Linked DNA regions of Mus musculus: region 1 is linked to region 2. The links are chromatin contacts, called in public HiChIP or PLAC-seq maps. All regions are on one chromosome and are shown on one strand. Each heading gives the region's core, a stretch centred on a gene start, on an enhancer-like site or on the middle of the called end of the contact. The rest is flanking DNA. Distances are from core to core; before and after follow the strand shown.

Region 1 (5,443 bases), core at 2,000-4,499, 87 kb before region 2:
TATGTATGTATGTATGTTCCTCTGGGGTGAGAATTAGGCATGGCAGTCACAGCGGGCTTCTCCACTATGGCTGCCTCCCCAACCCCCCCCCCCCCCCCCAGGGCTCCTGGCATTCCTTGAATACTACCTTGAAGAGATAGTTTAGTGCTTCCTAGGAACTCTGGTCTCTGTAGGAGTTGTTTGTTTATATATAGTCTAAAATGCCTCCCCTCCCCCAAAGAAAAATGTACCTATTTATTTAACTACAACAGTTTGTACTTTTCTGTATGTTGTTTCTTTAATTGAAAATCCTATCTGGAGACAGATCTCTTTTTTTTTTTAAAAGAGGAAATTGGAACATTGTTTTCCAAATACTTAAAAAAAAAACCCTAAAAAGTTTGAGACCTTATTATTATTGCTCTGTGCTTATTTTACATTAATAATTCTTGATTTTTCTGTTTATATGACATCAAGCAAAAATTGCTTCTTAATTTCAATTTGGGTACACAGTCAGTTCTATATTCCAAATATGAGGTAAGTTGGGTGTGGCTTAACACCAAAACTGCAGCACACAGGAGAGACCTAGGAAGATGTTCAAGTAGTGTGTTCAAGGCTGGCCTTGGTTACATAGTAAGGCCCTATCTCAGAAAACCCAACCAACTACCGCCCCCCCGCCCCCCCCCGCGCCCTGCTACCCCAAATCAAATTAAATCAAAAATAAATGAAATGAAATGAAATCAAAACAGCATAAGTCTCTGAAGCAAAAGAGAAAGACATGTCTTGATAGTTCTATCAGACATTCATTCAGCAAGTATCTTTGTACTGATAGGTCACTGTGTGTGAGCTCCTTGTCTGAGCCAGGTTTGTGAGTGAGTAATGGCAGATTTAGCGAGAGGCACAGGTGAAGAGCAACTGAAGACTTATTCACGTTCATGTTTGAAAACGTTGATCCCAAATGGGCTGTGCTTGGAGCATAGAGTACCTGGCAGGCATACTCGAGGCCCCGGATTTTTTCCTGACCTCGGCACCCATAAAACACATGGCCTGGAAGATGGTGCAGTGGGGAAAAATCACTTTTCATGTAAGCCTGGTGATTGGCCTTCGATTCCCTTGACTCATGGTAGAAGGAGAGAGAGCTAACGATTGCAAGTTGTCCTCCATCAAGTTGCCCACCATGACGTGTGACACACACACACACAGCACCACCACCACCACTAAACTCCCCCCACCCCAATCCATTAGGTAAATAGGGAGGTATTTAGGTAAAGGAGGTAAGGTATTTAGGTAAGGAGGGAGATGCACTTGAACCAAAGCAGCCAGTGATACCTGTACCCCAGAATGGAAACCAAGCTTGGTTGCAGTGGATGATGTCACACATCCCACTAGATAACTAAGCTTGATTGATTGCAATGGATGATGGTCACATATCACACTAGATCGTATTCTATTCCTTCTGCAGGATGAATCCAATGGAGACTGTAAGATTTAGCTCCTGAAACACTGACGATGAAACTTTGCATTTTTTAATAATTTGTTTATTTACTGCATGTGTGTAGTATATGCACAGTATGTGGGCACCAGGGCTTGTTCCCATGCCACCTCTGCATGTGCACGAGGAGGCCAGAGGTCCACACTGAGTGTCCTCCTCTGTCATCCTTCTTAGTGTTTGGAGACAAGGTCTTTACTGAACCTGAAACCCTCCACTTAGGCAAGAACCAGCTTTCTGTGAGTCCTGAAATTATGTACTTCCGCTTGCTAGTCTCCCCATCCTGCCGCCCCCCCCCCCCCATCGGACCCGTCACCACCGCCTGCTTTTCCGCGGGTGCTGGAGAGTTGGTCCTCATGCCTGTACAACAAGCGCTCTACCCTGCAGGCCCCGTGTTTACTTCTAAAGTAGCCCAGTTTGGGTTTTGTGGCCTTTGAGGTCGCGGAGCTCTGTGTTAAGGGCTTCTGACTTTCCTTCAAGGACCTTTTGGGATTGTGTCATGTTTATTTCAGGGTTATGTGTGTCTGCCCTGAGCCATGCTAGCGGGGAACGGATAAATCTAAGCCGCAGTCTGAAGCATAACCGTGTGTTCTTGTTCTCTCCTCCCCATAAACGATGTAAAACTACATTAATAAAACCCAAAACCACCAAGAAAGGTAGAACATTTGCCGCCTGCTGTGCAAGTATCAACTCGGCTTTCAAAAGCTTACTTGTTCCCTATAAGTAAGGAGCAATCTGAGTTCTTAGTAACACGGTTTAGTGTACGGGGCTACATGGCCTGTCCTTCCTGTTGCTTCTTTAGGACGGTCCACCAGCCTTTCGGAAGGCTGGCGTGTGAGTAGCGGATATTGCACACATTCTGAAGGTAGGAGGCCTGGAATGAGTTAGGGCTAGCTTCCTTTATTTATCCTTCCTTCACTGGGCTTAGCCTGGTCTCTGCAGCCCCCCAGCCTGCATGCTGAAGATTCCCTTGCGCATCACTGGGAAATCTGTCGTTGATTAGATTATTGGATCTTCATTTTCTTCATCAGGATGGTTTCAAGACTTAAACCAAGTACAGCAAGATTCAAAACGGCAACCTCCGCCACACAGACCCAGGACCCTCCAGTTGAGGGAATGTGCTTTCGAGAGACGAAATGCCCCTCAAGGAGTGTAGGGTAATTGAAAACCCACCCTTTGAGCTGTGGTTTATTGTGGAAGGGAGGAATGAATGGCACCAGCGTCCACACCTACTAAATACTTATTAGAACCCCGGCAGCCAGCCTTCTTGAGCTCGAGGTCCTCTGGAGCTACAGTTTCATCCATTTCCAGTTGGCCCTGTGCTGTGACCCTCGGCCATTTTTTTTTCCTTCCATTTAACACAGTTATAAAGGGATTTATGTGCTTTCTTTCCATTAGAACTTAGCAAGGCTGCTGTCATGAATATTTAATGGCCAGGACAGTTTGTTTTCTTTTGCTTTCTTTCCCAGCCTCGCAGCCGTGGGTCCCCCTCCCCCTTCCTTTTGGAGCAATGTAAATATCTTGGCCCCTCACCCTCTGGAGGGATCCCTGAACAACGCTGGGCTTACTGAGTTCCGAAGGAGTCTGGAGGGAATCTCGCCTGCCCCCTACCCCCACCCCTGCTCATGCCCCCTCCTCCCGCTCTCCCAGGACTCCCCAGCAGCTGGACGGTGGGTGGGTGGGTGCAGTGCACGCTTTGAGGTCCGCTGCGAGGTCTGGCACCGGGCTCAGCCTCTCTCGGTCGCTGAGTGCTCCTCCCAGTTGTGCTCTGCCTCCAACTCCTCAGCCGCTCAATTCCTTTGAACTTCACAGCAGCACAAAGGCCTCCCCGAGACTTAGCTGGGGCTCCCTCGGATGCATTCCTGACACTTCATGGGTCGCTGCCTCCTTTCTCTTTGTAACAGGGAAGAGGGCGAATGTCTGCGACAGAAAATGACTTTTGAAGACGCTCAAAGATTTACCGTGTCTGGAGCAACCCCTGAACTTTTGTGATTATCGTAGAGAGACGCACTTTCGCTATTGGTAGATTACGCCCCAACCTTCTTCCCCCGAGTCCCTCATCCTAGCTTTTATTTAAGGAATTTCTCCCTCTCATGCTGAGACCTTCTCTCAGTGCCCAACCCCCATTCTGAATTTCTTTTTATTCCTGTGTGCTTTGTCTACCCTTGTGTGGGAAAAGGTGAGGCTGGGAGAGGGGGCTCAAGGAGGAGAGCTCAAGGGTTAGCGGAGAAGAAAGGGTCCAGCTTAGAACCTTGTCTGCTGCCAAAGAATCATACATGCCTGGGCTTGCCCACCTCAGAAGTCTTTCAAAGATTAAACATGGAAAGACTCATGTTTGATACCGCTCTTGGATATAGTAATTGCTTAATAAACGTTAGCCATACATTATACAGTTTTTAAGCCATTTTTTTCTGAAATTCTTCAGTCTGATCCAATTTTATTTATTTCGCTTGTGCATTACTTATGACCGCACATGTTCCCGTGCACAAGTGCATGTGCTAACGTGGAAGCCCTTGGTCAAAACTGGGCCTCTGAAATTGCTGTTGACTGTACTGCTTGAGAGTCAACAACTCCAGTTGAACCTGGAGTCAACGGATTCTGCCCAGTTGGTTGTTGATATTCTGCTCTTTTCTCCTCTCTAGCTCTGGGATTACAGGAGGTTTTAATAAGTAGGTGCTGGGCCTACAAATTGAGGTGGTCATGCTTGGACAGCCGGCACGATGCTATGCTTTGTTTTGTTGAACCAAGTCCTCTTTCTCCTTGGTGCAGTTTTCACTGACAGCCGTCCCTCCTGCTCTCTCTTCCCGACTCAGAAGGGTGGACTAGGCCTAACCCGTCTCCTGTCTTGTCATTGTAGCTTCTAAGCTAGCGCTTCACTTCACTGTCTTCTTGGTGAAACGGAAATGTTTTAAATTGGGTAGCAGAAGCAGACATGTGTGGAAGTCCTGTTTGTTTGTTTTGGAAAGGCCAAGTATATGTGTATGTATGTGTTTTTACAGAGAAACGTTACAAACATTTTGCAAGTTGAGAAACAAATTCTGTAGGCACCTCCTGTGTTATTCTGACCATAGGTTCTTGTAGGGCTTGTGTTTACCTTCATATAAGGGTACAGTGGAAAAACCCTACTGGGTGAGGTAAGCCACTAGCCTTAGGTACAGGAAGGGCCATTGAAAGCACAGAATGGGAGCACAGGTGAGATCTTGTCAGGGAGGCGTCGTTCAGGGTGAACACTGAGGAAAGCATTTCTGGTTACGTTTCCCTGAATTCCTCTGTGTGTGTGTGTGTGTGTGTGTGTGTGTGTGTGTGTGAGCACACGTGCATAAGGACGTTGTAAGTTAGCTTCCGATTTTGTTCCTAAGAAACCATTTACCTTGGTCATTGTTTTTTAGTTTTTCAAGACGGGAGTTTTTCTGTGTAGCCCTTCTCTTGGAACTCTGAAGACCAACTGGTTTGGCCTCACACTCCGAAATCTGCCTGTCTCTGCCTCCTGAGAGCCTCCGCCACTAGGTTCCTTTTGCTTTTTGAGGCAGTATGACTAGATCCTAGTGAGCCCCAGGGATCTCCTGTCTCTGCCTCTCCAGTACAAGGTTCTAAGTGCGGGGCGCCATACCTGGCTTGACATGGGTGTGGATGTTCTATGCTGTGGATGGAGCAGGCTGAGTTAACCCTCTAGCTCTTTGTAAGTGCTCCCTTATCTTTGATGCTCTCCTACCTCATTTAAGTCTCCCTAAGAGACCTAAAATTCAATTAGCTAGCTGATGTGTATGTAAACTTACGTCACAGTCCATGGCATACTTAAATCAACTAGAATCTCTTCATTAATTTCTACAAGGATTATTGTATGAATTGGTTCTTTGGCCTATTGGGTGGAATATTTACATATGTATATTTAAAAATCCTGAATAGAGTTTCTCCCAAGTTCTTAGCTGGATGGGATAACCATTGGATTCTGCCCTGAAACATAGTACCACGCACATA
Region 2 (5,800 bases), core at 1,623-4,122:
ACTCCCCTGATGGTCCTTTCCACATGTTAAAGCTTATCATGGCCTCATCTCTTAGAACCCATCTTAGTGGCTTCTCTTCTGCATGATATAGCTTTAGCTACTTTTCAGGCCTGGATGCTGCCATGCTCCTTGTCATGGTGATAATGGACTAATGTCTGAAACTGTATCTCAAGCTCAGCTAAATGCTTTCTTTTATAAGAGTTAATTTGGTCATGGTGTCTCTTCACAGCAATAGACCAGTGGCTTAGACTCTCATAGACCCTACAGAAACAGAGTGGGTTCTGTTTTGTCCATGCACGCTCTAGGGTTTAGTATATACTTGTTACCAAAGTGAAGAGTACGTTCTTGTATTTTCTCCTGTATGCTCCAGGGAGAAGAGTCAGAGAAGACAGCCATAGAGCTGATGAAAAGCACGGCTTGAGCTTGCTCATTACTGTTAGCTTTGGAAACAATGGCTTGCCCCCTTCTCTAACCCTTTGAAGCAAATGCACACATGTGTTCTCATTGCATGGCTCTAAATGTTTCCATTAAAACGGTATTGGACTGTTTGATGTCTGCAATATTGACCTGGCTTCCGCCAAGACCAGTTCTGTCTTTTTAGTGGGAAAGGGAGCTATTAAGTGCTCATGTGTGACGTTAAAGCTATTATGTCTGAGTTAGCAAATACAAGTTTGGATTCTCTATCGCTCACTCCCTCTTTCTCTCCCTCTTCTCCCCCCTCCCCCTTACTTGTCCTGGTCACTAAGGCTGATATTAGAGACTCTTCCTAATATACCCTGGATGATGGTAGCATGTTGAAAAAAGAAAAGGACAAATCATATCAGCTACCCCTTCAAGAAGATCATAGATCTTATTTGGGAGGAAGGGAACCTTAAGTCAAATTATTGAAGTATGTAGAATATTGAATTTAAGGTTTTGTGACCAACTTTGAGTGATGGGAAGAAGTCAAATTCTTTTTTTTTTCTCCCCCCCCCCTTTTTTTTTTTTTTTTTTTTTTGAGACAGAGTTTTTCAGTGTAGCCCTGGCTGTACTGGAACTCACTCTGTAGACGTTGGCCTTGAACTCAGAAATCAGCCTGCCTCTGCCTCCCAAGTGCTGGGATTAAAGGCATGCACCAATTTTTAAGCAACTTTACAGTTATTTGTGGGGGGGAGGGAAGGGAAGAGAGAGCTCTTCCTCTCCTAGAAATCAGAGGACAACTTCCAGGGGCCAGGTCCCTTTCTTTCATCATGTGGCTAACGATTCAGGTTTGGCAGCTTGTGCCTTATTTTGCTTAGCCATCTTTCCAGCCTGGTAGATGGAATTTTAACATGGTCCCCAAGACTTCCATACTCTACTAGACTCATACTCTCCAGTTGTCTTGTTGAATAAACGTATAAGGGCTACTCCGAAAGGATGATTTTGTAGATAAAATTAAGACCTTAGAGATAGGAATTATCTATTAGATTATTGTGACGAGACCTATCCTATTCTGATGATCTGGAGCCTTCAGAAGGTACTACATATGTCCTGCAGATAAGGATTGACATGGGCTGGAGCATCTCCTTGCTTTTAAAAAGGGAGAGAGTGGACAAGAAAGTCAGGTGTCCTCTGATAGCAGAGACTAGCTTTTAACTGAGGGCAATATGCAAACAGAGACCTAAGGAATTCTGCCACACCATTCCTAGACCGAGACCCATAGCTCCAAAGGACAACACAATTTTAACTATACCTTGTGCAATCCTGGGTGGTAGAGTCAGCCAAATTGTGTCTGTGAGCCAACAGTCAGTGGGTGGTCTTTCCAGTTGCTCTGTTTATGGTAATTGATTACCTTGGTGATAAAAACAAAACGTGTGAATTCTACCGTCTAGTTGTTGGATATGTTGGATGATGGGGGCTGGGGGTGGCAGCGGGTAGTGGTCATCAAGCTAGAAAGGGGCCCAGGAGATGGGGAAAAACAGAGGCTATAAGGGAAGCCATGTGAGCAATACAAGGGCCATTGCTGAGGGTTGAGGATGATAGTGGGGCAGGGGCAGGGCCATGCCGATGGGAGGACAAAGAATCAACCGAGTCTGAGTATGTATGAAAATGCCATATGCAAACCTGTTGCTCTGCATGCCATTTAAATCTTAAAAATTACAGAGACTATAAAGTTCTTCCTTTAAAAGGATCTGTTTACAGTTTCTGTAAGTGCAGAGAGCCGGTCAGTGCCAACCAGGAGGAACTATCAGCGTTGCTTGCCTTGCTCCTTAGGGACCCAGTGAAATGAATAGATAAAAAGGTTTTGTAATTAGTAGATCAACTGTTTATAAATTAATGGGTAGCTCCAAAGTACTACAGGGGACCCAAAATAGTTTCTGCCAAGTGTTTTATCTATTCTTGGAATGGCCTTATTCATGCATTATAATTTGCTTAGCCGTTCGTCCTCCATAGACAGCACAAAGATTAGTTACAACCTCCTCTCCTTTGAATACTGTAGTTTCCTTATTAGTAAAGTCAAACCTGATAACTTTTAAAAACAAACAAACAAACAACGGCAGCAGTTTAAAAACAAAAACCCATTTAGGAACATTATGATGTCTGCAGACATTTTCCTACGGACATAATACTCTTTAAGTCTGTTCACATCCTCATGGCTTCACTCTTGAGGCGTAGGCTCACCCAGCCTCTGGATAGAAGACACCATATTTGGGCAGTCAATAAACCTGCAAATGGTCCCTTGAAAAGGAAGCTACTGATGGATCTGGCTTTTCCATGAATGACAGCATAGCCACAGACAGCAGAGGACCGCTTCCTGGCCCACAGCAAACACCACCCTGCTGTGCAGTCCCTGCATGGGGCTGCCCTCCCAGCAGGGATGTGTGTTTCCCCGGGTGCCTGAGGACTGCAGCTTGGCCTTTTTGTTTACAGGAGAGAGGACAGTGACCTCTGTCTTCCAGCTGCTGTGAATGAAAACAGTGTTGGAGAACCAGAGTGAAGTTTCCACTTTACGAGTCACTGAGGGGGGAGGGGGGAAGGAATGGGCAATCTGGGTGGGGGTGGGGCATATTCTCAACCTTCCCTAGTGAAAGAGTGGGTGGGATAAAGTTCAGACCTTTGGATTAGAACACAGATGATGGGAAAGTGGAAAGAGACTAGTTCTTCAGCAAACTTTCTGGGCAGGCTTTCCATATATTGAGTTTGGAAGAGAAACAGAAAAGGCATACACACAGTTTGTAAGGACTTACTTTTTCAAACAGTGGCATTAATTGTGTACGCTTAGGGATGGGATTCTCCTCTCTCAAGGTCTCTCCCGAAGAGAAACAGCTGCTCATTAGCTAGCTTAGTGTGACTTAAAATCTGGAGGCTGTTCAGCACTGCTGTGTGGCTGTTTCTCAAGTTTTGCTTGGTGGTAACCGTCAAAGAGAAGCTCCTGTCCAGGGTCAGGGAATATGGACGGGGTGGATCCCTCCTGGGTCACCACCTCCTGCCAGGAAGCAAGCTGTGTGGAAGCAAGCAGTGGAAGCTTGCCAAAAAGACATCCTGATCTCGGCACTCCTGGAGCTTGCAAATACCAATTATTTTCAATTGAAAGTTAAATGCATAATTGTATACTGTAACCTTATCATTAGAAATTTGCAACGTTACCGATGACACAGACAGGGTACAGTGATTCAAAAATACCTGGGTTAGTCAGAGAGGCAGTGGTTTTAAGCTCTGACAATTCAAGAAGGTCTCCGAGGTGGTAGCTTTTGAACGGAGACAGAAAATCAGGATGAATCGGCCATGTGAGGAGATGGGGGTAGAGTTGTTCCAAATAGGCTGGATGTAGGCAGATGTAGACCAAGAGGTCAACAGGAACTCTCTGCACATGATCCTTATGACCCTCCTCTTTTCTTCATTCTTCTTGTTTGTTTTTGTTCGTTTGTTTGTTTTTTTAATTTCTTAGATTTATTTTTATTATTTTATGTGTATGAGTGTTTTGACTGCATGTGTGCACCGCTTTCTAGCTTGGTGCACGAGGAAGTGGTGAGCCTCCGTGTAGGTGCCTGGAATCAAACCCTGGTCTTTCTCAACAAGTGCCCCTAAGTGCTGAGCCAACTCTCCATCCCAGATCCACAGGATCTTTCTTCTCTAAGGTTACTTTAGAGCCCAGGTACAAGGGAGACATGGAGGTACAGACTCTGTTTTGCATTTTAAAGAACTGCTTGTTTTATTTGCTTCCACTAACCAGCTTCCTTGGTCCCCCCTCCCTACACTTTCCATCACCCTCTTTCCTTTTGGAGTCTATCAGCCTGTTTGTAGAGATCATGTGATCTTTTTGCATTTTAACCTAATAAAGCAATGTCTTACGGTCAGGGACCAAAAGCTGGGCCTGTCACTTAGAATCCCTTCTACTTGTCCAAGTGGCAAACCTCGGAAGCTTCTCTGCTCTGATATTTTGTCTCCTTGGGTCTTATTATATCTTGCCCTATCTCTATGGCAAGATTGCAGGGAATTATCAAACCTAAAAGCGGTCTATCAGAAGTGCAGTTTCCCCTCTCATACTTACTGTAATGTGTGGATTAGTCATGGAACTGGTTGGTTGGCCACAAACCAGACCTAGCCTTCCCAGTGTCTCTATTTTCTGGAGACAGTCAGTAGAAATATGTCTCAGGAGGTCAGCACTAAGAGTGTGACTCATGTAGCTAAGACTCATCTGTAGATAAACACTTCGGAGCTTCCCTTGCTGTCCCACCACATCCCCAGAGAGAAACAGAACCTTCTTCCTGTCCCACTCCCCTGTCTCACTTTCTCGTATTGAATGTAAGACTTGCATTTACTTAGTTAATGTTTGTATGTGGACACACTTTTTTGTACCGTGAAGTCAGTTTTCTGATGGTCAGAGAACAGTGTTGGGGAGTTCTTTCTGTCTACCTAGTGGGACCGGAGATCAAATGTAGTTTGTTGGCCTTGCTGTCCATGGCCTTTACCTGCTGAGCCATCTCACCAACTCCACGGTGTTTCCTCTCCCTTTCCTTTCTTCTTTTCCTTCCTTCCTTCTTTATCCTTTCCAGAGTTGTAACTTAGAGAGAAACTTTCAGATAAGAAGTACTTTTGCATAGTTAAATACAAACATTGGACTCCTTAATGTATCTCAGCATTTGAAATTAAGATTCCAAAGGGGAGATTTATGGCTGGGGGAGGCTGATGGGGTGGGGGGTAGGGGGGGCTTGTTATTGCTCAGTCTTCATGTTGTAAGCATGTGGAAGAAGGATGTGTGAAATACGAGTATGATGATATGATGGGAGAGCTGCAATGTGGTTGCTTAGACATCACAAGGCGAGGACCGGGACAGACACTCAGACTGACGCTAGGTATGAAGTCAGGTTGGTGGTAGCATTCCCACTCTACATCAGGAAAGAGACTCCTTCATGTCACAGGAAGCAGAAGGCCTGCATTCTGTGGGTCTCTCCAGACAGACCCACATTTCACAGCCCTAGACAATGACTGTGGTGACAGCTCTTTCATGTGAAAGGAAATGAAGGCCAGGGCAGCATGGTGTCTCCATTTACTCCTTGGTTGAATACCCAGGTTGGGGACTAGCACTACTAAGGAAGATCTGCAGTTTCACTGGAGGAGAGAAGCCTAATGGTGGCTGGCTTCCCCCTGAGCCTTCAGGTTTGAAGTATTTTGTGTGTGCACGGCAGAGCACTAGTGTTGGGGGCGGGGGTAGATCTGGGGCTACTTAGATGAACTGCACATTGTTTCTTCCTCTGTGGGTCAAATCCCAAACCAGACAGTGATTTAGGGAAGCTAAAACTGAACTCTGGTTGACAGTGCTTCGTGATACAAGTATTAA

The links. HiChIP or PLAC-seq counts read pairs in DNA pulled down with a chosen protein or histone mark.
Region 1: a contact with region 2 is called in an H3K27ac HiChIP or PLAC-seq map of epiblast stem cells. The contact joins two enhancer-like sites. A contact is called at or near these places in 1 of 15 datasets of contacts at CTCF or cohesin (the NIH/3T3 cell line), 5 of 484 Hi-C or Micro-C datasets (CD4 T cells, embryonic fibroblasts, nephron progenitors and 2 more) and 10 of 115 datasets of contacts at active chromatin or transcription factors (bone marrow-derived macrophages, embryonic fibroblasts, embryonic stem cells and 4 more).

The regions. Positions count from the first base shown.
Region 1 is chr15:53,308,962-53,314,404 of GRCm38.p6, reverse strand. All of the region lies in intron 1 of Ext1 (exostosin glycosyltransferase 1), which reads left to right. Among named protein-coding and RNA genes, the nearest start is that of Ext1, 34 kb to the left of the region's middle. Within about 2 kb of position 3,249, at least 183 of the 459 cell types and tissues checked have an H3K27ac peak or open chromatin away from gene starts, as enhancers often do. A contact at or near this core is called in epiblast stem cells, nephron progenitors, stem cell-derived cardiac mesoderm and 2 more, where this site is marked.
Region 2 is chr15:53,221,408-53,227,207 of GRCm38.p6, reverse strand. All of the region lies in intron 1 of Ext1 (exostosin glycosyltransferase 1), which reads left to right. Among named protein-coding and RNA genes, the nearest start is that of Ext1, 120 kb to the left of the region's middle. Within about 2 kb of position 2,872, at least 100 of the 459 cell types and tissues checked have an H3K27ac peak or open chromatin away from gene starts, as enhancers often do. A contact at or near this core is called in epiblast stem cells, nephron progenitors, stem cell-derived cardiac mesoderm and 2 more, where this site is marked.